2 separate regions of the Mus musculus genome follow, and region 2 is linked to region 1. A link is a contact called in public targeted proximity ligation data. All regions are on one chromosome and are shown on one strand. The core of a region is the stretch at or near the end of the contact, and the rest is flanking DNA. Distances in the headings are between cores, read along the strand shown. Region 1 holds the start of Plce1 (phospholipase C, epsilon 1). Region 2 overlaps Plce1 (phospholipase C, epsilon 1).

Evidence for each region.
Region 2: a contact with region 1 is called in a targeted proximity ligation map of embryonic stem cells, with 5 read pairs. A contact is called at or near these places in 5 of 39 promoter capture datasets (cranial neural crest, embryonic stem cells, epiblast stem cells and 1 more), 1 of 484 Hi-C or Micro-C datasets (liver), 3 of 130 datasets of targeted methods (embryonic stem cells and stem cell-derived neural progenitor cells) and 1 of 9 other capture datasets (liver).

Annotation. Positions count from the first base shown.
Region 1 is chr19:38,522,838-38,526,128 of GRCm38.p6, forward strand. It overlaps Plce1 (phospholipase C, epsilon 1), which reads left to right and starts at 1,360. Exons shown (of 32, transcript NM_019588.2): 1 at 1,360-2,615. The coding sequence starts at 1,422.
Region 2 is chr19:38,688,009-38,691,275 of GRCm38.p6, forward strand. All of the region lies in intron 3 of Plce1 (phospholipase C, epsilon 1), which reads left to right. Among named protein-coding and RNA genes, the nearest start is that of Noc3l, 130 kb to the right of the region's middle.

The DNA.
Region 1 (3,291 bases), core at 110-2,609:
TTGTGTGCTTTTCTTCTAAGTGATCAGAGTGTACACCTTTAGTCTGCCTTTAAACAACCACATAATGATTCCTATAGAAATAACCTTGTCGGATTACTGTTCCAGGTCCCTGCTCTTGACCTTTGTTCCGCCCAGACAATTCACTTCAATGTTTATAAGAAATCCTACAACACACAGTCACCATTTTTGCTTTAAATGATGAATTATCTTGCTAAGCGATTTAAAAAATGAAAAAAAAACCACACATATTCAACACATTTAGGCCTTCTATTCCTTTATAGGTAGAATTTTTCTTCTGCACAAAGGTCTTCCTTTATTACTTTCTGTAGTTCAACCCTGCTAGAATTATTTTGGCTCTGCATGTCTGAAAAAGGTCTTACTTCATCTTCATTTGTTGAAGACATTTCTTTGCTACTGAATTCTGCTTAATAGTTTTTTTTCTTACTCTATTCTTTCCTTGCTTGAATTGTTTCAGATGAGAATATATTGTCTTACCTTTGCAACTCCTGTCTTATGTCCCTAGTGCCTTTGGCCATTCTGAAGTTCTAGCTTTTTCCCTTTTACATACACACACACACACACACACACACACACACACACACACACATACATACACACACATACATACATACATACATACATACATACATACATACACACACACACACACAGACACATGCACACACTATTGGGTTCTATTTGGGCCTGAAAACTCTCTAAGCAGTGAGCTCAGGTATTTATTTACACTGTTCTCACTTTATTTTTATTTTGCTTCAGATATCAACATTTTGTTTTTACTCTTTATCGTGTAAAAACTAGTATTTTTTCTTTTTTTCTTGCTTGGGTTTTATTTAATCCACTAGGATAAATCTGATTTTTGTACTCCGTTTTTGCTGGAAGCAGAAGTTCTGTATTGTCAAGCCAAAATGATACATGCTTAAAATATTCAGACTAACTTTTGATTGCAAAACTCTCTCCTCAGAATTGACCTATAGTTTTCATTAACTTAAAATTATCAACTCGATTTTGAAAACCGATTTAATGCCATAATGTTTGACATTACCTCTTTTCTTACAGGGCACAGAAAACACTCAAACTGGATTTTTAAATCCCTGCACATTAACAATAAGCCACAAGTCGCAGAATGTGATCCCGAACCAAATCCTTCTAAAAATTAGCTTCGGGCAACAGAGAAAAGAAGAAAACGGACCTGCTGTTTTGAAATACTGGTGTAAAACAAACTGTTCTTGTAGGAAATTACAACTGGAAAGTTTTCTTTGGCGCTTAATATACCTGAATGAAAGGAACTGTCAAGCTTGCTTCGCACAAAGACTGGAATTATCTGAGATTATCTGTTGTCTGGACATGATCGCCAGGGAAGGGAACACAGAAGAGTAGCTGAATGAACGACAGTGGTCAAGATGACGTCGGAAGAAATGGCCGCTTCTGTCCTCATCCCTGTGACTCAAAGGAAAGTGGCTTCTGCCCAGTCGGTGGCAGAAGAGAGGAGTGTAAAGGTCTCAGATGCGGGGATTCCTCGGGCACGTGCTGGCAGGCAGGGTGCGCTCATCCCTCCTACCATCTCACAGTGGAACAAACATAAGGAAGAGTCGTCTAGAAGTGATTTGTCCAAGGTCTTCTCAATAGCGAGGGGGGAACTAGTCTGCGATGAGAATTCCAACGAAGAGGGCTGGGAGGAAAACGCACCGGACTCCCCGGAAAACCACGCGATGAACGGCAACAGTTTAGTGCAAAGCCACCAGCACCAGTTTCCCCGGAGCCAGCTTTGTGAAGCCCGTGACTCTGTCACAGAAGACCCGTGTTTGCAGCCTGGAATTCCTTCTCCCCTGGAAAGGAAGGTGCTCCCTGGAATTCAACTGGAGATGGAGGACTCTCCCATGGACGTGAGCCCTGCGGGAAGTCAGCCTAGGATCATGGAGTCCAGCGGACCTCACTCTGACCGCAACACGGCGGTATTTCACTTCCATTATGAAGCTGACAGGACAATGTCGGATGCTTTTCATACCCTGTCAGAAAACCTGATTTTGGATGACTGTGCAAATTGTGTTACTCTTCCTGGGGGGCAGCAAAATAAAAATTGCATGGCGTATGCTTGCAAACTGGTGGAGTTGACAAGAACCTGTGGAAGTAAGAATGGGCAAGTCCAGTGTGAGCACTGTACCTCGCTGCGCGATGAATACCTGTGCTTCGAAAGCTCCTGCTCAAAGGCCGATGAGGTCTGCTCAGGTGGTGGCTTTTGCGAGGACGGCTTTGCTCACGGTCCTGCTGCCAAGACTTTTCTGAACCCTCTGGAGGATTTCTCTGACAATTGTGAAGACGTAGACGATTTTTTTAAAAGCAAAAAGGAGCGGTCCACGTTGTTAGTCCGAAGGTTTTGTAAAAATGACAGGGAAGTTAAGAAGTCTGTGTATACTGGGACCAGAGCCATCATGAGAACTCTGCCTTCTGGCTGTATTGGGCCAGCTGCTTGGAATTACGTTGATCAGAAGAAAGCTGGTCTCCTATGGCCTTGTGGGAATGTAATGGGAACTCTGTCAGCAATGGACATAAGGCAAAGTGGGAGCCAACGTCTGTCTGAAGCCCAGTGGTGCCTGGTAAGAGTTTGGGTTTCTTCCCATCACCTTTTTTGGTCTTATTTTTCTTCCTTTCCTTCACCCTCCTTTAGGAGTTTTGGATAGAGGGTCATACGGATATAGGCCTGGAACTTGCTATGTGCATGGCCTAGCTTGTCCTTGAACTTGCGATCCTCCTGAATTTTGAGATTACAGATGGACCTGTTTCCATTAGTTCAGTAAACATGATTTTTCATTACTTATATTGCTGTAACTAATGGACAAGATAAAGCAAGATCTGTCAAAATATGATTCTTACAGGAGTCATTTGTAATTATTGGGATTTAGATATTACAATTCATAGGTCTCAAGTCTGAGTTGACTCTGCAGCAATATAGGCCATGCAATACACAGAGGCCTATGTAGGGAGTGGAGAAATTAGAGATTTTCTGATGACAGAAAAATGGCTTTGTCTATTAGCTTTGGCGAGGCATTCCCAAGTCTTTTTTGTGTTTTGTGGTCCACTGTGGCCTTTAGTTTTACTGTCCTGAAGGAGCTTAAGTCCGTCTTTCCTCTCTTCTCCCTTAGACTTATTTATTTATTTTTGGGGGTGAGTGTGCTGTGTACGTACCTCTTCAATGAAGTCTACGGATGTAAAATAACACTTTAAATGCACCAAATGCAATGGCAAACATCAGTAAAGGAGAAAATTATGTTG
Region 2 (3,267 bases), core at 48-2,547, 170 kb after region 1:
GTAGCTTTGTGATAGAGCACAAACAACATGTACAAGGACCTGGCTTTGATCAATACATACTTCTATAAAATAAGGTATGTATGAGACAAGTCTTATTTTTGAAGTCCATTTCAATGATTAGCTTTTGACTGAATGGCCATTCAATTTGACTGGCTGTGGTAAGAGGGAAGACATGTGAGAGAGTGCAGCCTGCAACTTACTCCTAGAGTCATGAGTCAAAGAGCTCATGCTGGCTCTGTCATTGTCTCTCTTGGTTTATTAAAAAAAAAGGAAAGCAAGAGAGGTTTAGCCAGAGAGCCACAGTAAGTGTCAGAGGTGGGGTCAGCCCAGGCAGGCCTGCTCCAAGGACTCCCCATGCCAGACTTTGCTTGTCTGAGTTAGTTTTTGAACTCCAGTGTTTCATGGGTGCTGATTTTGAATCTCTCTGCTTCATCCTTTCCACAGATACCGTTCTTCACTCAGCTTTGCTCCTGCCTACCATCTCTGCAGCCAGACTCAAACATCCATTTCTAGTTCTGAATATAGAAGAGTGAGCTGGGCAAGAGTAATGCTGCCTCAGAGCTGCTGGGAATTCTCCTAAGCTTGCCTCATTAAAAATGATGCCTGGGTATCCCAGTAAGAATATGTTCAGTAGTTGATATCAAATCACTATGTAACTGTGGCTACAGACCTGATTTCTGAGTATTTAAGGAATTTATGGCTGAAGAATTCAGGGATAAACAACTGTGTTTTGCTAACTATGGACAAGAGATCCTTCCAGCAGTAGGAACATGGCCAGAATGTGCTCTTACCCTCTAGGAAGTTAATAGTACAGAGCAAATGGACATGCACACAACTGGCCTAGTCCCAGGGAAAAATATGCAGCCTGAGGGTTCTTTTGTTCACTTCAGTCCTTCCAGCCTGAATGCCTTAAACAGTTCCCAGCAAGTGCACAGTCATGCAGAATGTGTGGAAAGAATGATGCTGACAGAGATGTGAACAGCCTTGGGAGGCATCTTAGTTAGGGTCTTATTGCTGTGAAGGGACACCATGGCCAAAGCAACTCTTCTAAAGGAAAACATTTAATGGCTTACAGTTCAGAGGTTTTGTCCATTATCATGCTGGGAAGCATGGTGGCACACAGGCAGGCATGGTGCTGGAAAAGAAGCATCAGGCTCAGCAAGCAACAGAACAGAGAGTGAACCACTGGGCCTGGCTTGAGCTTCCGAAATCTCGAAGTCATCCCCACCTGCTGCACCACACTCCCACTCTGTGACAGACCCTCCAACAAGGTCACATCTATTACAACAAGGCCACACCTACTCCAACAAGGCCTCAAGTCCTAATCCTTTCAAATAGTGCCACTCCCTATGACCCATGGGGCCATTTTCATTCAAACCATCACAGGAAGTCGACTGGGACCCGGCACTGGTAGAAAAACCAGACTTCCAGAGATGTAGCAAATGAAAGTGGGACCTTGTACTAATCCAGTGAAATATTATTTAATTCATTATTTGTGATTTTTCTTCCACAAGTATCCAAGATGTAGTGTTACTGGTCCAGCATGGTGCACATAGCAAGTATTTGTTAAAAGAGGGAGAATTTCCTTAAACCAAAAAAGAAAAAAAATTGTCAAGATTTGTTTCCAGTTGTGTTTTAGCAACAACTCAATTAAAAACTGCTCAACAGCTCCCAAATAGACTTTTTTTCTAACATAAGGAGTAGTTGTAGAGTTTCAGGTATGGCTGGGTCTAGGTACCTGAATGAATGAGATCAGATAACTTATAACTTTAAAATTCCATTTTGTTCTTATCGAGGAAAGAAAAGGTAACCTGAGAGTTTCCTGTTAGGAAAGAATTGGGGTGCTCATGGATTCTTCTGGTCTGGCAGAAGGTCTATAGTTAAGATGTGAGACTTAGCAATTCTTTCTTCTGGGTCTCTGAGGTCTATATCTGGAATTCAGCCACTCCATCACTCACATAACACGGTTAATTGTAGCCATAGCAGCAGCTGCTGCCATGGTCACCCAGAAAACATCCTTCCAGCTCCTCTCTACGCACAAAAGACCACCTCACTCTCATAGTAGCTTTATGTGAAGAGCAGTGTGCCCATTTTACAGAGGAGGGAACTGAGGCTCAGAGTGGCTAGGCAACTTATCTCTGAGACTAGGAGAAACAGTGGAGCTGGAGGTCAGGTGCAGCTCTCTTCACCTCAGATGTCTGTGAAATCCACTCCTGCTCCTTGCTGTTTCCCTCTGGCTCCTTCTTCCTGTTTCCAAGTGGCCCCAGGTACTTAGGATAATGAGGAGGCCAGAGCATCTGGCATGAAGTATGAGACTATGTCACAGGCACTGTGCTGGACCTCTTCCCAGCACCCCAGGGTACCAACAAAGGACACTGAGTGCCTGTACTCGCTCTCAGACTTTGATGCAGTTAGTGAGTTTATCTAAAGATGCAGATTTTCAGGCCCTTCCCTGACCTTAGAGGGCCTGATTTCTTAAGTCTGGGTGAGGCCTTGGATCCACATTTGATCAGACATTACCAACACCTGTGATCCCCACGTGAGTGCCCCACCTTTGAGAAGCAGTGACATGTGTGGGCTGCCTTGGTCTGCCTAGGGCAGTAATGAGTATACTCTCCACATAACTTAGCTACTGGAAAGCAGCTTTGTCTGACTTTCATTGACTTCTATATAGTTCACCATTGGAGCCCAATCTTTGCCATTAGAGTGACCAGATACCCATTGGGAAAGGTCCTTCTGACTATGTCTATACTGGCATGTTTAAAAAAAAAAAAAAAAAAAAAAACCTCTTGGCAGAAATTAATCTGTCTCCTTTTTCTGGACCTGGGAACAGCAATAGGAAGTGCTTAGGCTTTTCCCAAATATAATTCCTGAGCCCTGAGAATCCTCTCTACCCACGGCCTCCTGGGACTCTGGATGGCCCCTCCGTTGGCCAGAAGCACCAAGCATCCCCATCCTGGAAATGTGGGAATGATGGTCTCTGTCCTTGAGAACTCAGGGTCTGCTGAGACAGAGCAGACTCATGTGAAAGTCAGACACACAAACATAACAAAAATAAACTGGATGTACGTGCGTGCAGTGAAAAGCCAGTACAGCACAACTGTGGCCGTAAGGTCCTACACTAAGTCTCAGAGAACAGGAAGGAACTGAATGGAAGGTGCCAGGTGACCCAGAGAATGCCTTCCCATAAGAAGTATGTGTCGTTCATTTGTTCCTCTACTTGCTTCATCTCATTAGACTTCTAGATGGTAGATAATAGCCAGTCAC